Regions from separate parts of the Gossypium hirsutum genome. Here region 1 is linked to region 2. A link is a contact called in public Hi-C data. All regions are on one chromosome and are shown on one strand. Each heading gives the region's core, a stretch centred on a gene start, on an enhancer-like site or on the middle of the called end of the contact. The rest is flanking DNA. Distances are from core to core; before and after follow the strand shown. Region 1 holds the start of LOC107904111 (psbP-like protein 1, chloroplastic). Region 2 holds the start of LOC107904104 (60S ribosomal protein L35).

What was found. Hi-C and Micro-C count contacts between places; a contact is called where the count stands out from the background.
Region 1: a Hi-C map of leaf shows a contact between it and region 2, with 1.6 times the contacts expected there. The contact joins the promoter of LOC107904111 here to the promoter of LOC107904104 in region 2. A contact is called at or near these places in 2 of 34 Hi-C or Micro-C datasets (hypocotyl and leaf).

The regions. Positions count from the first base shown.
Region 1 is chrD05:33,142,509-33,146,341 of Gossypium_hirsutum_v2.1, forward strand. LOC107904111 (psbP-like protein 1, chloroplastic) reads right to left here and starts at 1,655. Exons shown (of 8, transcript XM_016830378.2): 1 at 1,307-1,655; 2 at 1,076-1,199; 3 at 806-886; 4 at 598-680; 5 at 313-435; 6 at 141-212. The coding sequence starts at 1,372.
Region 2 is chrD05:32,955,517-32,959,315 of Gossypium_hirsutum_v2.1, forward strand. LOC107904104 (60S ribosomal protein L35) reads right to left here and starts at 1,415. Exons shown (of 4, transcript XM_016830371.2): 1 at 1,163-1,415; 2 at 903-1,038; 3 at 87-243. The coding sequence starts at 1,166. LOC107903001 (dirigent protein 25) reads right to left here and starts at 3,712. Exons shown (of 1, transcript XM_016829079.2): 1 at 2,634-3,712. The coding sequence starts at 3,645. The coding sequence ends at 2,743.

The DNA.
Region 1 (3,833 bases), core at 405-2,904, 190 kb after region 2:
GTCAGAACCAAGTGTTGGACACGAATATTTAAAGAAGAATGAAGAATCAGAGCAATATAGTCAAAAATAATAAAGGCAGTACAATAAAAGAAAGGGTAACAAATCCATCTTTGAATCAAACAAAAAGGCAGGAAACAAACCTCTCCTGCCTGAATTAGCTTTGTTTTCTGAGTTGGAGGAGCCAAAACTTTCTTGATTAGTGTTTCAGCAACCTGTGAGAATTTATCGTGAGAACTAAGATCTCACTCTCTCTTTTTTTTTTTTTTATGTCCTCAATATGATGATATATAATATAGGCTATCCATGGCAAACCTCTTGCGGAGATCCGAAATCTCGAATATCTTGTTTGCTAGTTGGTATCATGTTCACACTAACGCTTTCTAATGGCTCAATAACATCTTTGAACACCTTGTCTTGACCTTCAATAACTACTTCCTACACAATTGCAAGAGAGACTAGTTACTGTCAATTCTAATTTTCATTAAATCGAATCCGTAAATTACTATGTTACTCTGAATCGGAGACATAGCTGTATCTAATACTCACTCTCGAATCCGAGTAACATAGAATAGAGGTAATTAAATGCACAAAGTTTACCTGCCACCCAAATGGATAGAGAAATGTGTATCCATCTTTCTTGTCAGTGACTGGAAGAAATCCCTTCTTAGTTTCTGCAGCAACTGAACCATATGAATGTGTCCTCTTAGCATATCAGGAAATTTTATTCAAAGAAGCAAGTGGACTTGATTTTAATTAGATCCAAAAACCTTAGATGGGATAATAACATTGGATCGAATATACATACACGCAATAGGAGTTCGGTCGACAATTGAAACCAAAGGAGCAATGATGCCAACGGCAATCATTCGGCGTCTCCCACCACTATCTGAAAATTAAGAAAAGAAAAAAGAAATACAATATAAGCATTAATATATAGAAAAAATAATAATAAAGAAATGCTGTATAAAATCTCCACAAATACCTCTAATCTCTATGCCAGAATTTACAATTACAGGATTAAGAAAAAAAAATTAAAAGAAGAAGAAGAAGAAGGAGAAGAAGAAATTAAATTCACCTTGAAACTGAGAAGAGCTAGAAGCAGCGGCAGGTGGAGATGATAAATGCTCACCCCGGACATGAAGAGGAACACTTGTTTTACAGCAAAGAAATGCTCCATGAGAAAGCTTCTGCAACCCTCTCTGTTTAACGAATGGAAGGAGCAAAATCCAATCATAAAGAAAAAAAAATAGAAAAGACCCAAAGCTGTAAAACAAAATAGATTGACAATGTTGATGAGAAAAGAAACCTGGGGAAAGGAATTAGTGAACAATGTATGATGAAGGGATGGCATAGAATTCTGCAAAGCTGCCATTGTTTAATATTCTGTGTTTCAGTTCATATGAACTAGTGAAGAAAAAAAAAGTAGAAATCTTCATTGATGGTTTTGTGGTGGAGATTTGTTCATCTTTGGATTGTTATCCGTTGAGAAAGAGTGCAAGTGGCTTTTCATGTCACACGTATATAAGGCTTTTGAAGCCTACTAGATTTTGGTTTGTTGGATTTGGATTGGACCCACCTTCTCTCTTATTATAATTCTTCGACTTGCTAAACTTGTAACTATTTTCTGTACAAAAAGTTTTCAGACTTAGGCTTCCTTGCACGGTAAACTTGCATCGCCTAATATTAAAAATAGCTATCACGAGATTAATTATTTTAGTAATTGAGATTAAAATTAATAATGTGATATGTGTTTGAATATAAAAATAAAGATAATGGTGAAATTAAAATTTAAATAATTATTAAAGATATTAAATTAAAATGTGAATACATTAAAAATAAATAATTAAAATTATATTTATGTTAAATAATGATTCATAATGTCAAAAATTCTATTATTACTTTATTAAAAATATATTATGGAAAATATTTAAATTGTTTTTTGGGTTTGTAATAATTTTATTAGCTGGGAGGGAGGTTTAAAGTGAATCGGCCCTGGAGCTTTCAATGGTTACGAGACATTGACGGTGTGATGAGATTGCACTTGTTTCCCAAGTGTGATTTCGGTGTCAGTGCAAAAGCATAAAGGGGTATATACCCGTTAGGGAGAGTTGGGATTAAGTACTTAATTAACATTCTTAAAATATATTAATGTGTAACTGGCAATTAATAGTATGGTAACACGTGGTAATATCATATTTTTGGTGTTTAAAATTTTTTACACATACAGAATGAATTTGGATAATTGGTTGTCTAATTCATTTTAGAATCCCTTTATAGTATTTATATGTATATATATTATTTTTTATGACATATCAGATTTTTTATATTTTATTATTACTTTGATATTTAAAATATATAAAATCTAAAAAAATTAAAATTTATGAATTTACAAAAATATTAAAAATATTATTTGGCATTAGAATGAATATCTAGACATGTTTTTTTTGAGTAATTTTATATATTTTAATATTTCATATTATGACCATATTTTTATATTATTAAATTAAAAATAAATAAAATCTGATATTTTATAAAATTTTATATTTTATACATTTTTTATAGTTTTATTTTATATAAATCATATATATATTTATATATTTGGACAAATATATTTTATAAAATCTAATATATTTTTATTTTTATAAATTTTTATGTGAAATAATATATTTTATAAACATAAGATGTTATATATGTTTTAATTTCATAATAATATAAAATATAATATTTTATGAAAATTAAAAATATATACAAGTACTCAAAAACATGTTTGAAATGAATCTAGACAACCAATTGTTTCGGTTCATTCTAGTGTCAAAAACTATTTTTAATATTTTTACAAATTTATATATATTTAATTTTTTAGATTTTATATATTTAAAATATAAAAATATAATATGTAATTAAAATTTAAAATATATAAAAATTTTAAAAAAATTATGTCTAGAATGAAGTTGGACAAATGGTTGTCCATATGCAAATGAACCTAGACAATCAATTGTCCAACTTCATTCCCCATATGTAAAAATACAATTTTATTTTATAAATTTTAAATATTTTATTTATTAAAAATTGTTGCAAATTAAATAAAATATATGTATATTTTAAAAATTATTATAAGCAAATATTAATACTTATTATAATCATGTAATGATTTAAAACGGAATTAGATTTCGTTATAGGAATAAATTAAGCGTGACAAAAAGTTGAAGGGCCTATTCTGCAAATTTTACACTAACCTAGAAAAAGAATAAAACTAATTAGGGTTTATTTATATGCTTGTCAATAGTTGAGGAGTAGAGGTGCTCATGGCCGGGCCGGGCTCCAAAAAAATTCAGCCCGAGTCCTAGTCCCGATCCCGATTCGACTCAAAATATGGGCTTGAAATTTTGTCCAAGTCTGGCCCGGAAAAAATTCTTAAGCTCGAGCCCAGCCCGGCCTATTTTTTAAGTAAAACACCAAAAATTTATTTTAAAAATAAAAAAGTATTTTAAAAATATTTTAAAAATAATAAAAAAATATATTTATTATTTATTCGGGCCGGGCAGAGCAGGGCCTGGGCCCAAAAAGTGGTGCCCGAGACTCGACCCATTTTTTAAACAGGCCTCGTTTTTTTGCCCAAACACATATTTCGAGCCTATATTTTTATCCGAACCCTCTCATATTTCGGACTGACCGTCTAGCCGGGCCGGGCTACCCGGCCCATGATCACCTTTATTAAGGAGTCAATTAATGAATATATCCCAAAAACGAAAAAAAATTCAAATCTCATTCTTGTCTGAATGGCTGAGTTGGGTGGTACCACCTTATTTCCAATTAAAATTTATTATATAACT
Region 2 (3,799 bases), core at 165-2,664:
ACTCACACTAGGATTTTAGTAAAATATACTTATTCAACAAAAGCTATAATAAAAGCATATTCGCATAATCAAAAGAATGTCTGTACCTGATGCTTGGTAAGCCTTCTCCTGATGGCTCTGGTCTTCTTTGGACGGAGATCAAGGGGCAAGAACTTCTTCTTCTTATATGCCTCCCTCAGTGCAGCCTTCTGCTTCTGTGAGATCACCGTCAACACCTGAGCAATTGATAACCTCACCACCTTTCTGCATTCATACAAACAGAAGACTCAAAACAACATGCCAAAACCAATGAATCCGGAACCGGAACAAAATCAACAAGGTCTAATAAAATATTGAACAAGTCATAAATGAAACTCATATACAAAGCACTCCAAAGTGTACAGTTTCAAAACCAACATATACATTAGTCCTAACTAGCTCTTTAAAAGCTTAACTTGCCAATCAAATGATATCAGAATTGATATCGCTACTTTGCTTTTCACTTCTCATATAGTCACCAAATGATATAATTGGAGGGAGAAAAAATGGCATATGGCTAAAATAAATATAAATTCAAACATATTGTTCCATACATAAAAGCGAAATTATTAAGCTTCTTAATGAAATTCAATTTCTTAAATGTTTTAACATTTTATTGATCACAACACATTTTAACAACTATAAAGAAGGAAAACTTTGTTCCAGAGATACCAGCAATTCACTTTCACTACATAGCAAAAACAATATAAGAAAGTACCAATCGAACAAGAAAATCCTTTGTTAAAAACAAATGAATACCCATTTCTCCGAATAAAATAGGAAATCAAGTTCCATTTTCATATACCCAATTAACCCTAAACTTAGGATCCATAGCTAACACATAAAACAGATTAAAAAAGAACAATACAGAGAGAGAAAATTACATCTTCGAAAGCTTGTTAGGTGCACCACCGGTAACTTTGGCAACACGAAGAAGAGCGAGCTCAGCTTTGAGATCTTTCAACTGAGCCAAAAGCTCAGTTTTTGATTTCTGTCTCAACTCATGGACCTTGATTCTCGCTGTTTTTTTAAGCGATTTACAAACAAAAACATGAAACAAAGATTAAAACACATGAAAAATCCATGTTTGATTTTAGGAAATGCAAGAAAAATATAAACATTTTAAAGGCATTTGAAGAGTTACCCATTGCTTCTTCCGCTGCTCTTCAGAAGTGAGTGCAATGCCGGCTTCGCTCTGTCTTTCTTAAAGTATGACGAAACCCTAATATTAAAAGGAGACTAGGGTTTTAAAGAATTGGGTTAAATTTGGTTTATTTTATTGTAGTTTATTGGGCTTTAATATACTATGGGCTTCTAAACTTGGGCTTGTTTGGATAAAGTCTAATGGAGGAATGAGTATTGCTTCTCCACAAATCGATTTTTATATTTTTATAAATATTTAAAAAAGAGTTGGATTAAAATCTTTAAACAACCCGGCAATAATTACAATATTATTCTAGTATAACATCTAGCCGTTGATGTTTCATGATTATTTCTGGGGTTCCTATAAGACTATCAGATCATAAGAGAATGCTTTCATAATCCCAGTTATCATATATGCACCTCTATTAACTTCTCTTGGAATCTTCTACAAATAAGTAGGTCACTGTACAATTGTCTACAAGGCCTATTTAAAATGGCTTCTATAGTTTGAGAACAAATTGTTTCGACCAGAATATTAACCCAATTAGCATCTCACGTCATAAGGAGTCCATTATAGATAGTCCAAAGTTTAGTCTGCACAACATTACATCTACCAATATTTCTCCCAACTCCTCCACGCCACGTACCAAGTTCTTCTCTAGCCACAACAATTCTTGATGCAACCCCTGAAATAAGATCCCTTGACCCATCCTTAAAAAAAAGCTTTTAACTCTATTTACAATATTTAAGGACAAGTTGAGAATTAAATTGGCTTAATGATAAATGCTACTAACGTTTATATATTTTGTCAAAATGGCATTAATTGTATTTTTGAGCCTTTTTTGGTCACCAACCTTTATTTTTTTTCAAATTGTTTTTTTTCAACAGATTTGATAAAAGTACCATTAAAAAAATTAACAAGATGATGTGGAATTTCATATGTGAAATATTTTTAATGAGATGTAATCTATTACTTAGGTAACCCAATAAAATAATTACACGTGGAAAACAATAAAATAAATAAATAATTCATGAAGTTAAAAAAACAACTTTTTTTAGTTTGAAGAAAATAAACGTAATTATCTAAAAAAATGTTTCAAAATGAATGCACACATTCAATATTTTTGATATAGATTACATCTCATTAAAAATATTCCACATGAAATTTTACATCATCCCGTTAAATTTTTTTAACGGCACTTTCATCAAATCTATTAAAAAAATTTTGAATAATAGAAAAGTTGATGGCAAAAAAAAAGCTCAAAAATACAATTGAGATCATTTTGACAAAGCATGTAAACATTAGTGACTAAATTTGTGATTTAGCCAATTAAATTTATCATTATAAATTTTTGTATGAAATTTTTAATAACTCAATCCGATTTTTTATTGGTTAATTCGGATCTTACATATTCATTTAACCGGATAAATCAACTCAAAATTTTGGCAACAAATTCTAAATTTTTCATTTTTTTGTCAGATTCATAACACAGTATAATTTTCCAAATAAATCACATAAAATTTCACTATTTTTATAAAAAAAAATTCAGAAATCTTTGAATTTTGACTCTCAAATCAGATCTAATAGGTAATATAAACAGTAAACTCTAGCACTGTCTCAAAGCCATCAGTCTCCTGCTGTTGATTGCTTGCTGGTATAGTCTTAACAATGGCGAAACCTTTTGCATTAACATATTTCCCAGTACCACCCATGATGGCCAAATGAGACTCCGATACACCGATCCGATGAACCCCAAAGAAGCTAAGGGTGTCAGCGTAGTGTCCACTCTCGAACATGGCCGTAAATGCCATGGTTTGACTGTTCCCATCGATTGAGCTAGCCACATAGAACCCTTGTGCCTTGCCTAGGAACCCAGAACCTAGCTCATGTCCGACAGTCAGTTCGTCGTCGATGACCGTCATGGTTCCGAACATGAGCTTTTGCAGTGCCGACCCTGAAGGAAGTTGGCCCCCAGTTAGGACGGGGAAGTTGGAAGCCCCATTGTTTAAGTTCTTGCCATTGTTTAAAGCTTGAGTGTTTCCACCGAGACCAGTGAGCAATGGGAAGTTATTGTTGTTTAGAATGCCGGTGTTCCCAGTGTTTTGGTTAATGCCATTGTTGAGTGGGAGGTTGGCACCATTTGGTTTGGCAAATGGGAGCTGACCATTGACTGCAGGGTTGTTGACAATGCCGGTGATTGCTAGTGCAGTGGGGTTTGACCCACCTAGGATGTCATGCATGAAGAAGGTCAGCGTGTGGTGGTCAGGGTTAGGGTTTACAGGATTGGGACCACTGGTTGCACCACCAACCACAGTAGGGTTAGGGTTTGAGCCTGGTGGGGTGGTCAATGGTGGTACATTAGAAACAGGTGTTGAAACAGGATTGGATGGGTTTGAGGGTTGCTCATCAAGCATTCTTGCTGAAGTGGAGAAGGCAATTGTGAAGGTGAGAAGTAGTGCAGAAATGAGTTTATAGGTTTCCATCTGATATGTTTCTGGCAAGGAAGAACAATACAAGCTCAGGAATTTATATTTGTCTTGATGAACTGGAGTTTCATACACATACATATATCTATATATGTGTAAATGTGTAAATGTGTAAATGTGTATGTGTATGTGTATGTATGGAGTTGTTGAA